2 separate regions of the Zea mays genome follow, and region 2 is linked to region 1. The links are chromatin contacts, called in public Hi-C maps. All regions are on one chromosome and are shown on one strand. The core of a region is the stretch at or near the end of the contact, and the rest is flanking DNA. Distances in the headings are between cores, read along the strand shown. Region 1 holds the start of LOC103631117 (probable CCR4-associated factor 1 homolog 11). Region 2 holds the start of LOC100284564 (acid phosphatase 1).

Region 1 (3,508 bases), core at 412-2,911:
GCGTACGAATTAATGCAGGCTCGTGCAGACGTTGTTTGGTTGGCTAGGTAGATAAATGTGTGGTCGTATTTTTTTTAAATACATATATATGCATGAGATTCAAAAATCTCATGAACACAAATATAAAATCGATTTAATGATTAAATTTTTTAATTAGAAAATATATTAGCATCTCAGCTTACGTGTGGTCTGCGCGTGGCTAGCCGGGATTTTTTTTTTATTTTATTTTTTTTAGACTGTCACCGGGGGGGAGAGGATCCCCACCTGATTTTCATTCAGGTCTTTTTGCCCAAAGCGGCTAGAGTTTACAGCAAGCTAGCAACATTGTAGCTAGCATAGTTAAGGGGGGGCGAAGCAATGATGAGATTACATAATAGGATTAGAAAACACCAACAACCAAGCACCTAATACTTGTGCCTCTTTTCTGTTGTGCCTGTACGCCCAAGCTATTGCTTCAGAAGCGCATGAATGCAAAGTGGCCGCAAGAGTGGCATGATCCTGACGGAAGACGACACCATTTCTGCGTTTCCACAGTTGCCAGCAGCAGAGGAGGACAAAGGAGTTGAATTCTGCACCCGGAAGGCGATCAGGGCGACTGATGTTTGGCAGGTCCTGGGTGCCCAGATCATCAGCGACCAAGAATCCGATGGAGCTCCAAAATTGGCGTGCAAACGGGCAGTGGAAGATGATGTGCGAAGGAGTTTCACTGTCTTGGTTACATATTTCACAACAGTCATCATCCACAATCCCTTTTTTCTTCAGGTTCCATTTGCACTGAATTTTTCCTTGCATAAGCAGCCAACTGAAGAATTGTGCCCGCGGCGGGGCTTTGTTACCCCAGATGAAAGTGGTGCTAACATCCCCATGCCCCAAGGACCCTTTAAGCAGGTTGTAGAGAGTAGAGGTCTGAAAATTACCAGTGTGATCCGCAAGGAAGCAATGTCTGGTATCTGGTCGATCGGCGAGGCTTGTGTTGTTTACTATTGTTAGCACAGCTTCTAGTTCCTCCCGGGCTTGTGGCGTGAGGCGCGGGACTAGGTGCAAACCCTGCAACACCACCTCTCTCACGCAGACTTTTTGCCTGATGCAGTGTGAGTACAGGGCTGGGAAGGCTGTAGACAGGTCGTCAGGCCCAGACCAAGCGTCATGCCAAAAATCAGTGCTGCAGCCATCCCCAACCTGAGACGAACTGATCGCTTGATAGATGGGCAGCAACGCTCTCAGAGTATCCCAATGGCACCCCCTGATCTCGCCCTCCATTGTTGCTAGTTTAACATTCGAGCGCACCCAGGCTGCCCAAGACGACAAGGCTGAAGAGTGCAATCTGTGAATGAGCTTGACCAACAGACATGTGTTCTGGATGTGTAGGTCCTTGATGCCCAAACCCCCTGCCTGCTTCGATTTACAAACATTTTCCCAAGCAACCAAGCAGCTCGATCCATAGCCGGGATTTTTTACACGCCACGGACCATGCACGCGCACCTCAAACCGAGCCCAAGCCAAATTACAAGCCACAATCTAATTTGCCTCCGAGGTTGGCACGGGCCCCTATAAAACCAGGGCACGGCCACGTCCCAGGTCAAAACGGAAACTCGCTAGTCGCTAGTAGTAGTAGTACTAGCCAAGAAGACGCGGCCATCGACGATTCTGAGCCACGGCCGATGCGCACCCACGACGGCGAGCCGTCAGCAGCCGCCTCGCCTCCGCTGTACAGCTTCGTCCACGTCGTCCTCCAGCAGCAGTACCCGCGACAGCCGGCGCCCATGGCGTTCACGCCGGGGGGCTCCATGATGGAGGCCGCCGCCAAGAAGGAGGTCCGCGCCGAGGTGCGCGACGTGTGGGCCGGCAACTTGGACGCGGAGCTCGCAAACCTCTCGGCGGTGCTGCCGCACTACCCCTGCGTATGCGTGGACACGGAGTTCCCCGGCGCGGTGCACGGCTCGGACACGCCGCGGCACCTCCGCGGCCCGCGCGAGAGCTACGCGCTGGTCAAGAGGAACGTGGACGACCTCAAGCTGCTCCAGGTCGGGATCGCGCTGTCGGGCCCCGCCGGCCGCTTCCCCGTCGCGTGGCAGTTCAACCTCCGCGGCTTCGACCCCGCGCGCCACCCGTACGCGCCGGCCTCCATTGCCATGCTCCGCGCGCAGGGGATGGACTTCGCCGCGCTGAACAAGTTCGGCGTCGACCCCTACGACTTCGCAGTCGGGTTCCACCGCAGCGGCCTCGCCTGCGGCCAGCTCACCTGGACCGCGTTCTCGGGCGCCTACGACTTCGCCTACCTAGCCAAGGTGCTCACCGGCGGCCAGCCGCTGCCGGCAACGCTGGACGGGTTCCTCGCCCTGGTACGTCGGCTGTTCGGCTGCAATGTGCTCGACGTCAAACACCTCGCCAGGTGCTGCGCCATGCGCGGGGGGCTGGAGCAGGTGTCCGCCGCGCTCGGCGTCGAGCGCGCCGCCGGCCGCGCGCACTGCGCCGGCTCCGACAGCCTGCTCACCACCGACGTACTCCTGGCAATGATGAATCGCTTCTTCACCAACGTCAATGTGCTCGCGCACGCCGGAACTATCGTAGATCTAGCCTAGTTTTCTATTATTACTGCGACCTTCCTACTAATTTTGTATAAATTACCAAAAACAGGATGAGACAATCTCGTACCGACTGATGCTGTTTAATGAATTTAGAAAGTTATTGTTTACCGCATCCGCATGGAAAAACGGAAATCAGAAAAAAATGCAGCAAATCTAGAAACACCGTTTAAACGGATATATTATATGGAAGGAAACGTAAACCGTACGTTAAAGGTGTTCTCTGACCATATCCATGGTAACCGTGTTTTTTTGTGAGTTTGTTAAGGTTTGATTGTTTGAATAACTACTTGGGATTTTTTTGAGTCGCCATGCTATGGTAATATTTGTATTTTAACAAATATTATGTGATATCGTATATGGTAGCTAGTATTAATCGCATCTTGAGTGGAATGTTCAAAATGGATATATATGTAAGATATTCTCGATTGGGATTATCCATTCGTAAGTCGTAAGAGTTAGGGCTAGTTTGGCTTTGGCAACACCTTTTATAAGAAATTTCTATTTTTTCAATAAAAAATAAAGAAAAATAGAAATCTTTTAGAAAAATAAGATTGTCAAACTAACCCTTATTAATTTGTTCTCGAGCGATTTGTTTTATTCTTGACTTTAGATACAGTTGTTCCTGTTTTTTCTGACTGGAGTTCCAGATTCCGTTTTCGTTTCTAGATAGAAAGTATAACATAAGACTCCGTTCGTTTCGGCCGGATCGACCCATTTCTGGCCTTATTCTGGGTGGAACAAATTGGCCCGGTTTGGAATTAGGTGTAATTTATTGAAGGTGTTCGTTTTGATCGGAATTGGAACCAAAACTGGCATGGTTTGGAGTTTACCCTCTCTCCACGGCCCGACACCAATCCTTGTCTCATCCCTTCCGGATTGAACCCTGCCACGACGTGAGACGGCGCAAGGCGAGACGCTGG
Region 2 (3,508 bases), core at 475-2,974, 180 kb after region 1:
TATGTACATCAAATATTTATATTATCTTATCATAAGAGTCGATGACTTGCATCGAGCTGATTCCTTACTTCGGGAACAAAATAACTCATGAGATGTATTGTTTCCAAAGCGCGTTGGTGCTTTTGGTTCGCCAAGCTCCACCAAAAGGCAAGGGGCATATGTTGAGCACCAAAAGTGGCAAACGGTTCGGCCCTTGGGCCCAGACAGTCCACGCGCCCCGCGATTAGATTAACTCGGGTGATTATCCTTATCTCGTGTGTGGTTATCCATCTAATCACGTGGGAGTTGTTGGCTATCGCCTATAAAGAGGTCCAGACCTCCTCCCCTATAAATAAAAAGGGGTACGACCGATTGAAAACCCCCGAACATATTCCAATCAAACTTATCTACTTTATTTACTTTTCCTGCCTAGGAGTAGATGTAACGTAGCTTTAGTTGTAGCATTTTGCATATCCACTTTCATCCCAATTCGACTCTACGTCATCTAGATCCGGCCTAGGGTGGCCTGCTGACCCCAGGGCGACCCTAGAATCTTACCCCTCATGAGGGGCAAGATCTACTTCGTCTATTTCAATCAAGATCACTTTCTCGAATTGATCTCTTAATTTCTAGGCGACTTTACGTCGTCTGGAGACGCCCCGAGTGACCTGCTGACCCGAAGCACCCTAAGGTCTCTCTCCCGGGGTGGGATCTAGGTCCTACAAGGAGAAGAAGACGACCATGCGCCATCGCGGACCGTCCGGCCCAAAGCGCAGACCGTCCGGACAGCACGCAGGGAAGAGGCCGCTTCCGCTGCCAGGTCGCGGACCGCCCGGCCTAGAGCCGCGCACAGTCCGCGCCCCCGCAGCGAGAACCGCCAAGCAACCCGGCGACCCGTCGCGGAACACCACGTCGTCCACCTCGCAGAGTCGAACCCAAGGTATTGCTTATCACGAGAAGACACTAGGGTCCGTTGCTGTTTTGTCTCAAATAGGTGGTAGTTATCATAGAGGTGGTGTCCCACCTTCAGAATAACCATCTTAGGTCTTGACCCTCTGTGGACAAAACCTAGGGATCATCTCCAAGATCCAAACTCACTACGAATTAGGTCTAGGATCGTTAATGTTTGGTCAAAAAAAAAAGGTGCCAACACGAATTTAAATGTAGGTTTAGTTTAGGTTAGGTCTGTATGGTTTCGCTTGAGTACATAGCCAGATTGGTCGTGCTCCTTCATATTTGTTGCGGACGGATTTTCGCTTGAGTACATAGCCATATTGCCGGGGACACGGTCACGCGGAATCGATCGCCTGCGCGGCTGCGCCGACCAAGGTCCAAGGCCTGACCTGCGCACACAACCAATCCATAGCCGTCACGTCACCACCCAACCCCCCACTGTTGCCCCGGGCCGAAGAATCCTCCACCCTCAGATTCGAAACCGACCCCGTCTCTGCTCTTCTCTCTCTTCTTCTCCGATCCGCAGCCCAATCACGACGAAAAGAGAAGAGAAGCCTCCGTCCCTGCCTCCCCGCTCTGCTCCTCCTCCTCCTCCTCCTCCCTATTTAACCCGTCTCCACCGGCCATTGCTCTCTCCCTTCCCGAAGTCGCCGGAGCCACACGCATTCCCCTGCCTCGCACTTCCCCCTCCTATTTACCGCCCGCGTCGCCCCCCGCCGCACGCCTTCCCACCCCCGCGCCTGCCTCTGCCTGCCTGCTCCCCGACGCCGGGGGGCCCCACAACGATCCGGCCCCGGCCCCGCGCGGTCACAGCAAGCCGGGACATGGCGCGCGGCGGCATCGCCCGCCTACTCGCCACGCTCCTCCTCTTCCTCCTGCTCGCCACGCCCCTCGCAGACGGAGCTTCCGAGGCAGAGGCGGGCCTCGCGCAGGGCGCGTCCGAGGCGGCGGCGCCGGACGCGGGCGCGGACGCGCAGCAGCAGCACCTCCTGCCGCGGCCCCTCGTCATCGAGCTCCCGTCGTCGCGGGCCGAGGACGAGGACGAGCCCGGCGCCGACGCCGTGCCGCCGGACGTGCGCTGCGCCAGCTGGCGGCTGGCGGCGGAGGCCAACAACCTCGCGCCGTGGAGGGCGGTGCCGCCGGAGTGCGCGCCGCACGTGCGGGACTACGTCACCGGCGTCGCCTACCGCTCCGACCTCGACCTCGTGGCGCGGGAGTCCGCCGCCTACGCGCGCGCCGCCGCGCCGCTCGGCGCCGACGGGCGCGACGCCTGGGTCTTCGACGTCGACGAGACCCTGCTCTCCAACCTCCCGTACTACGCCGAGCACGGCTACGGGTGAGCTCTCCCCGCTCACGCTCTCGCATCGCATTGCATCCCACGTGCGCGTCGGCAAAGACGGCAGAAATTCCTTTGTTTGGTATCGACCACATTACGCATTCAATTCCGTGTTTCGGTACGTCGTTCGAGAAAAAATGGCGGGGGGAAATTACGCAACGGATTAGTGGTAGGTAGGTAGGTATCAGCGTCTGCATGGGATGATGGGAATTCCAGAGTGGTCTCACATGGCATGCTTGATTTTCATTTATAAATCCGCAGGGCTGAGTTGTTCGACCACCACAAGTTTGACGAGTGGGTGGAGAGGGGCGAGGCGGCCGCCATCCCCTCGAGCTTGAAGCTGTACAATGAGGTTCGCGAGCTGGGGTTCAAGACCTTCCTGCTCACGGGCAGAAGCGAGGGGCACCGAGGCGTCACGGTGGACAACCTCAACAAACAGGGGTTCCATGACTGGGAAAAGCTCGTACTCAGGTACATCCCAAAGCACATTACAACATCTCACTATCATGCTGGAGATGTGACTTTCCCAACATTACAGGGCAGCAGGTGACCGCAAGAAAACAGCGACAGTCTACAAATCAGAAAAGAGGAAGGAGATGGAACAAGAGGGTTACAGGATCCTAGGCAACTCTGGCGACCAATGGAGCGACCTGCTGGGGTCTTCCATGGGTGCCCGCTCTTTCAAGCTCCCTAACCCAATGTATTATATCCCGTGACAGAAACTGGGAAACAAGGCCGGGTGAAAGGTGCTGCGTTTATTGGATGCACAGGCCCGGTCGAAAACAGAAATCATTTCGCAATGGAATTTAAAACTGTACAAATGCTTCTTTCACTAACTTGGTGTACATTACTCGACTGCATGTGCAGTTACTTCAACTATGTAAGAGTGAAAACGGGTCCGGGGATCAATGTTCCTCGATGCAACTGTCAAACTTAATTACTGCAGCGCGTATATTCTTAGAATTTTTTTATAGAATAGGTTGAAAATCAAACTACGTTCTAGCTGACGAGCATCAGCAAGCGATCGATAGAATGGAATCACCTTAAGTAGAGCAAGACAGCGCGATCTGTTGTAGCAGATAGAATGGTGCTGGCTGCTACGGGGGATTCATTACTGAAAATTTGAATACTTGCCACAGGCTTAACTACAGCAGTAGCACGCTTACCAGTAACCATTAACTCAAAACGCCAATCACCCAGCTAAACATGAATTTATTAAGGTGCGATAACAACAATTCG

What was found. A called contact is a pair of places that touch in the nucleus more often than the background predicts.
Region 2: a Hi-C map of endosperm shows a contact between it and region 1, with 2.2 times the contacts expected there. The contact joins the promoter of LOC100284564 here to the promoter of LOC103631117 in region 1. A contact is called at or near these places in 3 of 25 Hi-C or Micro-C datasets (ear, endosperm and leaf).

Annotation. Positions count from the first base shown.
Region 1 is chr6:78,824,940-78,828,447 of Zm-B73-REFERENCE-NAM-5.0, forward strand. It overlaps LOC103631117 (probable CCR4-associated factor 1 homolog 11), which reads left to right and starts at 1,662. Exons shown (of 1, transcript XM_008652113.1): 1 at 1,662-2,582. The coding sequence starts at 1,662. The coding sequence ends at 2,582. LOC103629460 reads right to left here. Exons shown (of 1, transcript XM_008650577.4): 1 at 3,285-3,508.
Region 2 is chr6:79,003,238-79,006,745 of Zm-B73-REFERENCE-NAM-5.0, forward strand. It overlaps LOC100284564 (acid phosphatase 1), which reads left to right and starts at 1,725. Exons shown (of 3, transcript NM_001157459.2): 1 at 1,725-2,269; 2 at 2,531-2,740; 3 at 2,808-3,214. The coding sequence starts at 1,758. The coding sequence ends at 2,985. It overlaps LOC100191806, which reads right to left. Exons shown (of 8, transcript NM_001360685.1): 8 at 3,338-3,508.